Linked DNA regions of Capsicum annuum: region 1 is linked to region 2. A link is a contact called in public Hi-C data. All regions are on one chromosome and are shown on one strand. The core of a region is the stretch at or near the end of the contact, and the rest is flanking DNA. Distances in the headings are between cores, read along the strand shown.

The links. A called contact is a pair of places that touch in the nucleus more often than the background predicts.
Region 1: a Hi-C map of placenta shows a contact between it and region 2, with 5 times the contacts expected there. The contact joins the promoter of LOC107842773 here to the enhancer-like site in region 2. A contact is called at or near these places in 2 of 5 Hi-C or Micro-C datasets (leaf and placenta).

What each region holds. Positions count from the first base shown.
Region 1 is chr9:58,417,539-58,422,970 of UCD10Xv1.1, forward strand. It overlaps LOC107842773 (sulfoquinovosyl transferase SQD2), which reads right to left and starts at 2,320. Exons shown (of 11, transcript XM_016686797.2): 1 at 1,881-2,320; 2 at 253-319. The coding sequence starts at 2,215.
Region 2 is chr9:58,361,777-58,367,306 of UCD10Xv1.1, forward strand. No RefSeq gene overlaps it. Among protein-coding and RNA genes, the nearest start is that of LOC124887327, 5.9 kb to the left of the region's middle. Within about 2 kb of position 2,540, at least 5 of the 5 cell types and tissues checked have an H3K27ac peak or open chromatin away from gene starts, as enhancers often do. A contact at or near this core is called in leaf, where this site is marked.

The sequences.
Region 1 (5,432 bases), core at 1,070-3,569, 56 kb after region 2:
TGGCTGAAAATGTGCAGAAAAAGCATATCAAGTTGCTTGACATTGGTTTAGGTGAAAGAAAATAGAAAAGACCAACGGATATTAAATTTTTTATTGATATAATATCATAAAATATTCATTGGATTTAATAATATGAACATGGAAATATCCCAAGTAGATAGTTACGCTATAGCATGTCATTCAGGCCCCCTACCGAAAGAACACCAACAGACATCATAAACTAACATCATCATTGTTAAACATAGAATATACCTCATCCCCCATTTCCCGGAGATACTTTATAAAATTCTGGAACCTGTTCTTATATCCAGAAACATACCTGTATTACACAAAAGGGAAACAGTGGTTTTCATCAATAATAAGACAATTGAAGAACAAACATAGTGGGAGTAAGAAGTGATTGAAGTCATGCATAAATCTTGATCATGGAAGTAGAGAATTCAGTATGAATTTAATTTTCTAAGACTATAATCTATCTTGTCTAAAATCACATTTGCAATGTCAATGTAAATAGAAAGGTAATATTCTAATTTCTAGAGAAGACACTAGAGACTCTAGGAGAAAGGATCTTCCCACCCAACCCTCACCTAAAAGTAAAAGACAAACCAAAGGATGAAAGAAGTATCACTTATATTCAAGGTTGAAGGTTATCTATTTTAAACAAAATGCCTTTACAGAATATGACGTTTGATATTTTGCAAATCTTGTGAGGATCCCTCTTAAGTTGAGTAAGCTTGAGGAACCATGCAAGACCAGTGAAGAGCCAAAATGTGGCGAAAAGCAATTAGCTTCAAGTAAAGAAGCAGTAATGAGCACTATAAAAGTGAGAAAGAAGTTTCTGTCCATAGGAAGAAATGAGAAAGAAGATACTGCATTATCAACTTATGCTCAATGCCATTCAAGTAAAATAAAAACATTTCTTTGTACTTCTAAATAGAAGTTACATAGAACTTTGCATATGATTCATCAAACACCAAATTGCATTGTAATATTGATATTTGACAACACATTATGACAATCAACTTAGTTAAAGTAACATAGGATCTCTGGCAGGATTCCGATACATGACAATATGTTGCAAGGGAAAAAAAAGACACACAAAGCAAGAAGAGTCGACTGCAAAATGCAAAGCAGAGTAATGGCATTTCCCTATAATGCAACTCAGATGGTTAGTAATCCACTCTTAAACAGTAATGTCTGTCAGCACACATGAATAAAAAATATTTCTTGCAATAAATGCTTTCATCGAAGAAACATATGGTCAGTATGTATGACTACACTTCTACATAAAAGCATAATAATGAAATAATAACAAGGCATGATACATAAACAGGCACTCGAACTTGGCATCAGTTGACATCCAGACACTAACTCATCTCCAGTTTGCCAATTAAACACTCCAACTTAAAAAATGATCATCATAACACCTCCAAAATTTATGTGCCACGTCAGTATTGGGTGCCCACAAGACACAATGGGGACGAGTCAAAGCATTTAGTTGCCAGTTGAGACCAAGTTGAAGTGTCTAGATGTACACTGTCAACGTTAGAATTCATATATTCCAGTTGAGGCCAAGTTTGAGCGTCTGTTTATGTACTATGCCCAATAAAAATATAACCCTAACACCACACATCCAAAAGTTTCTTTAACTCATAATCATACAACCTCATAAAGATTTCATAATAAATGGATCTAGTGGATCACATAAACTAAAGTCAACATATCAAACGTAAACAATCAAGAAACCAAAATTTAGCAAGCAAAAGCAACCAACTTTCCCAACTTTTAATTAACAATTATACAAAGTGAATCTTCGACAAAAAAAAAAAAAGGAAATCAAGAATGGTCTATAATTAATTTAATGAGTAATTAATACTCACGCAAAAGGTGAAGGTTCAACAAAGAGAGCAATACGCCTAGGCTCTTTCATCTCAGATTCAAGTAAAAGTGGAGGATTCTCATCATCTTCTTCATCTCTGTACTCAGTAATTGTCATATTACTACTAATTCTCTGGAAAGGGTTTGTTTTAAAGTTGCTTTTATACTGTAAGAAGGTGATCTTTGTGGAAATTAAACTAATGGGGTAGGTTCTTGAAGTTGAAACTTTATAAAAACTAGAGGTGAAAAAAGAATAAGAATAAGAGGAAAATGAAGGTAAGGAATCACAAGGTGTAAAGTTAGAAGAATTTATAAAGTGAGAAGAAAGATTGGACATGTTAAGAGTTTGTCTAAATGAGGTTATAATATGTATCTGCGGGGTTGGGTTGGGGGGAGGGGGATTGTATTTGAATTAGTGCTTGCATAATAAAAACACTATGCCACGAAAAAATACATCTTTTTGCTTAATTAAAAGTATCGGTTTTAAGTCTTGAGTATAAAAAAGAAATTCTTAGTTAGAAGTGTGATTTCTAATGAGTCGTGTTTAATGTAAATTTGAATTAATCGAATTTTAATATAAATATTAAATATTTAAAATAAAAATAAAAAATTAAATGTGATGGACCATGAGAAGGAGACTCTAACATGAATATTCTTTTGCACCATATTTAAAAAAGAATCAATCTATGTCACTAATTTAAAAAGTTACAAAAATAGATTGTTTGTATAAAATAAGTGCATAATATTTTTTTTTTCATCTTAACACCGTTAAAATAGAATAATGCACTAAATAAGTGCACTATCCATTTTTATATGGATAGTGCACTATTCATTTTTTTTTATTAAATAAGTGCACTACTCATTTATTTTATGGACAGCGCACTAAAAAAGTACACTATAAATTATTTGATCTCATAAAATACGTAAAATTTCATCTCATAAAAAATTACAGCATTCATTGACATACAAATACATAACTTTTTACATTGTACGTTATGTTGCAATTTGATATTATAAAAAAAATTAAAATTTCATCTCATAATAAAATACTTAAAATTTCATCTCACAAAAGAAGTACAAGATATCAAAATAATGGATAGTGCACTTTTTTAATGCACTATCCATTTATTTTATGAATAGTGCACTAAAAAAATGCATTAAACTATAAAAAAAGGAGAATAATGCACAAAAGAAGTGCAATATATGAAAAATAATTAATAATGTACTCATTTAGTGCACTATTCTATTTTAACGGTATCAAAATAAAAAAAAATAATATTATATACTTATTTTGTGCAAACAGTTTATTTTTATAATTTTTTAAATTAGTGGCATATATTGGTTTTTTTAAAACATGATGACATATTTAAATTCCGCACTCGGAAATGTGGAATAATTGAAAACTATGAATAGCATATGCTTATTTAGAACCACAAATATGGGGCCTTCATTTTTTGGCAGCAACATGTTATTTTCTCCGTAGGGTCTATATTTATTTCTTATACTATAATGTTGAATCAAGTGAAACTGAATATCTGGCCTTAAATGGAAAATCTGTTTTCTGTCCATAGAGATTTGATTTTGTAATTTTTTATAAATTTTCTTTAATTCTATATTTTTTTTATAAGAGATATTCATGTTTACATCATATCTTTATTTTTATATATAAAATATTTAAAAAGTTTATTTTATTTTATTTAATTTGTAAGTTATCATAAGATATTATTTATTGTGCATAATTGTGTGCTTTTGAGTTTCAATATTTAAGATATTGACAGCATATGGTATATGCTATTTATGATTCTATGGAAAAATATACTGTAGGAGTATTGTTTAAAAAAATATGTATTAAATTTGTAAAAAGAAATATAAAATAAGAAAAAAATCATAATGGCTACAAAATCAATTGATTCCCACCTCAAAGTAAGAGTGTCAAACGAGCCGGGTTGATCCGGTCCACTTCCAAAAATCAACCCGATTTGACCTGGTCCGATCAGTCTACGGGCTGTAGGGTATCGGGTCTCGGGCCAATTTAATTTTTTTTTGGGTCCGGTTAATCCGGTCCGGACCAAAACTGATCCATGCTCGCCGGTTAATCGGCCCGGCCCAATTTCTATTTTTTTTTTTTCAGAATTTTGGACATTGGGCCCAAACTAGCCGTTGGCCTAACGACTATATTGCCGTTTTTGGGTCCAAACGGCTAGTTTGACCTTTATAATTATTTTTTTCTTTTTACATTTAAAATTATTTTTTAACCCCAAAAAAATTCTTATAAATACCCTACACTTTCAAATCATTTTTCACACAATTTTTCATTCTCTCTCAATTCTCAAATATTCAATGTAGAATATCCTTAACTTCTGCTCTTGATTGTGCTGTAAATAAAAATGATTATTTAACCATTACTTGTCACTGGTTAGATAGTAATTTTGTTATGCAAAAACGTATTCTTGCTTTTTTATATGATGAAGATCGTAAACATACTGGAGATTTTATTGCTGATTTGATTGCTAAAGTTGCAGAATTTTGCGGTATTGAAAATAAAATCTTATGTATTGCTTTTGATAATGCTTCTAACAACAAGACTACTATAACAAAGTTAAAATCTAAGCTATCTCTGCCGTTACTTGAAATTTTTCATGTTAAATGTGCTTGTCATATATATAATTTAATTGTAAGAGATGGTCTTGAGTTTTTTAAACTTTATATTGAAAAAATTCGACTTGTAGTTGGTTTTATTCAAGGAAATAATTGTAGAAAAATAATTAAAGACTTTAAACTTAAATGTGAACAAAATGGACTTGCACCGATATTGATGCTTGAAGAATGTGATACTAGATGGAATGCTACATATGATTTTTTAAAAACTTGTTATAAATATAGAGTTCCTATTACACTATCTTTTAACCAACATTGTGGTTCGTTTGCTGATTCTGCCCACTGCATGCTACATGATTTTAACTGGACTATAATTAATGATCTTGTTAAGTTTTTGAAAAAATTTATATAACTATAGTTGAATTTTTCGGTGCTTATTATCCTACTGCTTGTAATATTTTGACATATATAGCTGATATTTCTGCTTTGGTCAAAGAATATAAAAATAAAGAAGGTTACAAAGAAGCTATTAGTGCCATGTTTACTAAATTTTTAAAATATTTTTTTTTCTGATTCCCTCTATTTATTTGGTTGGTGCTATACTAAATCCATGCATGAAATATAATACTATGTGCCACTTTAGTACTCTTATTTATGCTAACTTAAAGATAAATACTAACAATGATTCTGGTGATGAAGAACAAGAACAACCTGATTTGTGGACGACTATGGGTGATGCGAATGCTTACATAGATAAATTATATAACCGCTATGCTGATTTAGTTGATTTAGTTGTGCCGACAAATATTACTCCAACTGTCGCTCTTTGTCCTCCCAAGGAGCCATCATCTTCTAAAAAGCCGGCACATAGTGATTTTCCTGATCACTTTTATGATTTACCTTGTTAGAACAGTGTTGACGAGGGAGCTTACACATCAACTTATCGGGAAGAGTTG
Region 2 (5,530 bases), core at 1,290-3,789:
AAGATTTCTTAATTATTAATTCTACTCTTATACACAACCAAACCAACTCAAACTAAACTTTCACTCAAACCAATTAAAATGTAATTTTTAAAAAGTTGTCCAAATATTAATATAGTAAAAGGTTTCCAAATATAGTATAGTTTCGTGTGATGTTTAACTAGGATTTTTTTAAAAAAAAACTATTTTTAATATTTTAGAATTTCTTAATTATTAATTCTACTCTTATACATAGGGCTGGGCATAAAATATCGAAAATCGAATTATCGAACCGAACTGAAAAAATTGATATTCGGTATCTGGTATGGTATTTGGAAGTAAGATTTTAATATTTCGGTATTCGGGATTGAATTTGACACAAGATATTGGTATATATATATATATATTAACCCAATAGACAATAGTATTAGTCATCCCAAAGAATCTCTTGGACCTTTGTAATATATTTGTAAAAAGCAACAAAAGAAATACTAAATAGGGTTTTTATTAAATATAATTTTTGATGTTTAAACATACATTTGCACATCTCCAACTTTAATATGGTATTACCAAAAATAAAAGTTTAATTTATCGATTAACAAACCGATGTTTATAAGTATGATATATGGTATCTACGTTCAAATACCGATTAACAAATTATCAAACCTGAACTTTGAAAATACTGAACGTCCACCACTACTTATACACAACTAAAACCAACTCAAACTAAACTTTCACTCAAATCAATTAAAAATTAATTTTTCAAAAGTTGTCCAAATATTAATATAGTAAAAGTTTTCCAGATACAGTAGTACGTGTGATGTTTAACTAGGATTTTTTTTTAAAAAAGAAACTATTTTTAAGGACTTCTATTATGGACTTTCTTTTTTAAATCGAAGATGGTTTAGGATTTTTTTGTGAAAAAAAAATCAACATTATACATTATTTAGGTCTTTAATTAATTAAAGTTCTTATATTATATAGGTAAGAAATCATAACATTTAATAATTCTAAATTGATTAGAATTTTACCTTATATAAAAAATGTCTACAATTCTATAAATAATTTTCCAGATTTTGCAAGAAGCATAGAAATTTGGCGTCTTCTACTTTAAAATTTTTTCTTATTTTGATGTTGAGTCAAGTTATATTTTTGCGTTCATTATTTTCATTTTTTTCGTCTTCCTTTATTTCATGCAGCTAAGAGATTTTAAGACACGTTAACTACTTGAATTTTTTCGATTGTTGAGGCTTTTTATACTCATCGTTGTGTTATGAGATTTTTAAGTCACTTATTTTTTATTTTTGTCTTTGTTTTAGCAGGTTCCAAAACTAATTTCAAAACTACTATAGGTAGAGGAAAAATAGATTTATGTATAAATTTTTCCACCCATTGAAATCTTGATAGTATCCATGATTAAAGAGGAGATGTAATTTATGCACAAGGAGCTAAGATAGTTGATACTACAAACATGAAAGTAGAAGCATATGCTATTCTTAAAGCAGCAATTCACTGCGGACAAGCCGAATTCAATAAGGTCATTTTTCAAACGGATTCTCTTACCATGTTGAAGATACTGACTAATGAATGGAGATATCCATGGAATTTGCTAGATTCTATAGAGCATATTAGAGAAACACTGAAAGACAAACAGGTACAATTCCAACACATAATGAGGGAAGGGAATTAGTTGGCTGATCATTTAACAAATACAGCAATAGACAAAGTGGATTTCAGCATAACATCATTTCAGCAATTAGAAATTAAAGGAAAGAAGATACTTAACAGTGACAAGCTATAGTGTCCATACATTAGATTATCATCAACAAAATGATGAAAAGGCTGAAGGCTACAGCTAAAAGTACTACCAGGGATCACAAGCAAACATTTACAATCCAGGAGGGCAATAACAAAACCCAACAGCTGACTAGCTTATACAGATTCATCCATCAAAAAGGACTTTTAGTAAAGGGGAAAGGGTCAATTGACATCTATGCATCTAATACACCTGAGAAGCAGAAGGCAGTTCAAAAATATTTGCGGCTCCAAGCATCCAGTTATCTCCCTCTCGGCCGCATCTGTAAGCAAAGGGGAGTAAATAGGAAGCCACAACTAAAGAAGAAGGACAGAAAGAAGAAATCAAAGCTTACTTGGACATGCAATCAGTCTCAAGGACCTACGACTCTCAATTCAGCACCAAAAAAGAAGAAACATCCCATCCACCAGAGAACTCAACTATATACAAGCAAAAATGAAGGAAAAAAGTTTAAAAGCGGAGAAGTTGAGCTGAATAGTAAGATTCAAAGGAAACAAAGGGACAAATACTTACTTCTAAGAGCTGAAGATAGTACAAGCATCAAAGATCCAGGGCAAAATGTTGATGACCCAAAGCACAGGCAAGACAAATTGAAGATTCAGGGGAGGGCACACCATTTTTCACCTGGAAATGAGCTCAATCGGCGGAGAAAAAGACAACAAAATGAATTAAAACACCATAGGGGAGCTTATATATGTCTTAATCAATTAGGTTTGGGCCGGGTATTTTATCCGAAATTGTATAAGCCCAATTTACATTTTCAAATTTTATGATGGGTTGATCCATCAAAGTAGGAACAATTTATTTTGCTTTGTTTTTGTATTAATAAAATTCGAAAATTAAATTAAAAAAACATTGAGGCAGGTTTTTAAACTAGTATAACAAAGTGCGTGAAGGTTAAATTGAACAATAATGATTCAGAGCACTTGGAAATCATGAAGGGCAAGAAGGTCTTAAAAGAAGTGTTTCCCCTTTCCTACTATTTTTACTGGATTTATTCACGTGGTAATTAACAAATTTAAAGATAACGACCTATCAAGGTGAGTTTAATCTAATTCATTTCATGAATAAAGCTACAAAGCAAAGGAAAAGAGAATTGAAGGTCCAAATAAAATATGGGATAAGGCTAGAGCTGTAAATATAGGCCGGCTCAGCCCATTTGGGCTAGTTCACAAAGGTCTTGGAGTTGACGGGTTAAGTCGGGTTGACCCATCAATATCACAGGCCAGAAAATAGCAAGCCCAACCCATCACATTGTGCGGTGCGGGCCTCCACAGGCCAACCCATTTTTCAAAATATATTATTTTTATAATTTTAACATAAATTTTAAATTGTTAATTGCATAAATATTTATAATATAATATTTCATGAAATTATTACTTGTTAATCAAGTCTCAAATTTAACAAAAAAAGTTAATAATCTGTGAAATTAAATAACTTTTGACACCAAATTCAAATCAAATAAAGATGTTAAAAAACAAACGAAACTGTTAATGAGTAATAATATAACAAGCTAAATAACAATATTAACTTGATTTTGTTTTAATTGATCACAATAAAACAAAAAAAAATATCAATATTTAGTCTATTAAAAGTAAAAATGAACTCTTAAAAAAAACAAAAAACTCACGGCACTTATGTCGCATTCAATATCGCCATATCATCTTCATTAAACATATTTAATTTCTTAAAAAATTTAGTATTTTATATTTTTAATTATTTATATATTTTATAAATATATTTAATATTTAAATATCTGTGATGGTGCGAATCGATTTTGAGTTTGGACTCCTTTTTTTATTCTTAGTACTCTATTCTATTTTTTAATTATTTTTTGTTTGGCCAGCCCAACCCATAGTGCTCAAGCCCCACGGGCCAAAGGCATCATACGAGCCGGGTTAAAAAGCCCTTTTCTTAAACAAGTTGTAAAAATTATAACCCAATCCTATCACACTACAGGCTGGACCGATTGACCCTGCAGGCCTGACCCATATTGACAACTTTAGATAAAGCTAGGATTAGTGGAACTTGATGCCTTATTTCTCCTTTAGATTTTAATTTCTTTCCTTATTGAAGGTATAATATTTGTCTTAAAAAATGTTCAGTAGTTAAGAAGCTACAATTTTACTGTAGTTCAAAATTTAACCGCCATCAAATGAAATTATGTAGAAAAGGGGTTCAAAAGGTTCCTACATTGCTAAACTCAATGGCAAATTAGACCTTTTGAGATCGTTTGATAAAATATGGGTAAACAATATAAATTCCAACACTCTGTTACCTAATTACTCTTTCTCTCAACTTTTATATTAATTACTTAATATCCCGGATATGATACATAAGTTTGGTCCGGATATATAACTTAGAGATACATAACTCCCAAACTGATTGACTATAAAAAAGGAAAATAACAATAAAAGAGTAAATATTGAAGCAATTAATGCGGTTCTAATTGAGCAATTATATCTCTTTATTTCTTCCATCACAAGCCTTTTATCTTTCCCTTTATATTGCAAAGCTTCCTCCTTTAACCTTTCAATAGCTGTAACAATAATAAAAAACAATAAATAAATAATTAAATTCCTAAAATAATTCAGAGAATTGGAAAAACAGAAGAAAAAAATTGACCATCCTTTAGGAGAACCATACAAAAGGGCAGTTCACGTTTGAAAGCTTCGATTTTTCTGAGTTCTTCTTCTAAAGCAACAATAAATTAATTGAGCTTTGTTAATTTGTTGAAGATGTCATCCATGGCAGAAACTTCAGTTAAAACATCTAAAATTATTTTTGGGACATAAATAAAGTTCAAATAAAGTTGAATGTATTGGATGAAAAAAACAATACAAATCAACTTCAACATTTACTACGTATCAGAAGTAATGATATATCTCATACTTATGTATCATACTCATAATGTTTAATGTATCAGGTGTAAAACAAACTAAAACTCACATACAATTTTCAGAATATATCATATAAATCTAAAATCTTGACAAAATTAGCTCTATGTATCATAATAAGTATATTACATGTATCAAGTATAAAACTGAACCATAATCACATATATGTTGTATTCTGTATCATAAAGCATTAGCCTTGAATCTATGTATCAGATGCGGTATATTAAATGTATCAGATGCAATATATTGAATGTATCATATCTATAAAGAAACAAAAATCACATGTAAAAATTTATGATGTATCAGAACGCATGCATTGTCACGAAAATTGATTTTTTGTAACTTACTTCTTCCTCTTTACAGATGCAATAATCGATAACTTCTTCATCATAGGCGGATCATTTTGATATTTCAATCGATTTTTACGAAAATTAATGTCTTTCATATCATAATGAAATGGTGGAAATTAAAAAAGAAAGTTAATGGTTGATATATTTGCATCGTCGAATATTTGGATCGACCATTGCTATCTTGCACGTTGCACTGATGGACTTATTGACGTTATTCATGGACTACTGGTGTTACCATTTCCAACAACTACTTCACTCAACATGATAATGAAATTGTGGAAATTAAAAAAGAAAGTTAATGGTAAAAAGATGGAGTTGTTAGATTTAATTTAGTAGATGAGAACATGGTGGAAATTCAAAATGGGTGAGTTGAGAAAATTGTGGGATATATTTTCTGATTTTTGGGCTTGATTTGTGGCACAATAAGGGGTTGTGGGTGGGTTTTTTTTAGATGTATCAGAAAAGAGGCAACTATTTTGAGTAAAAAGGGA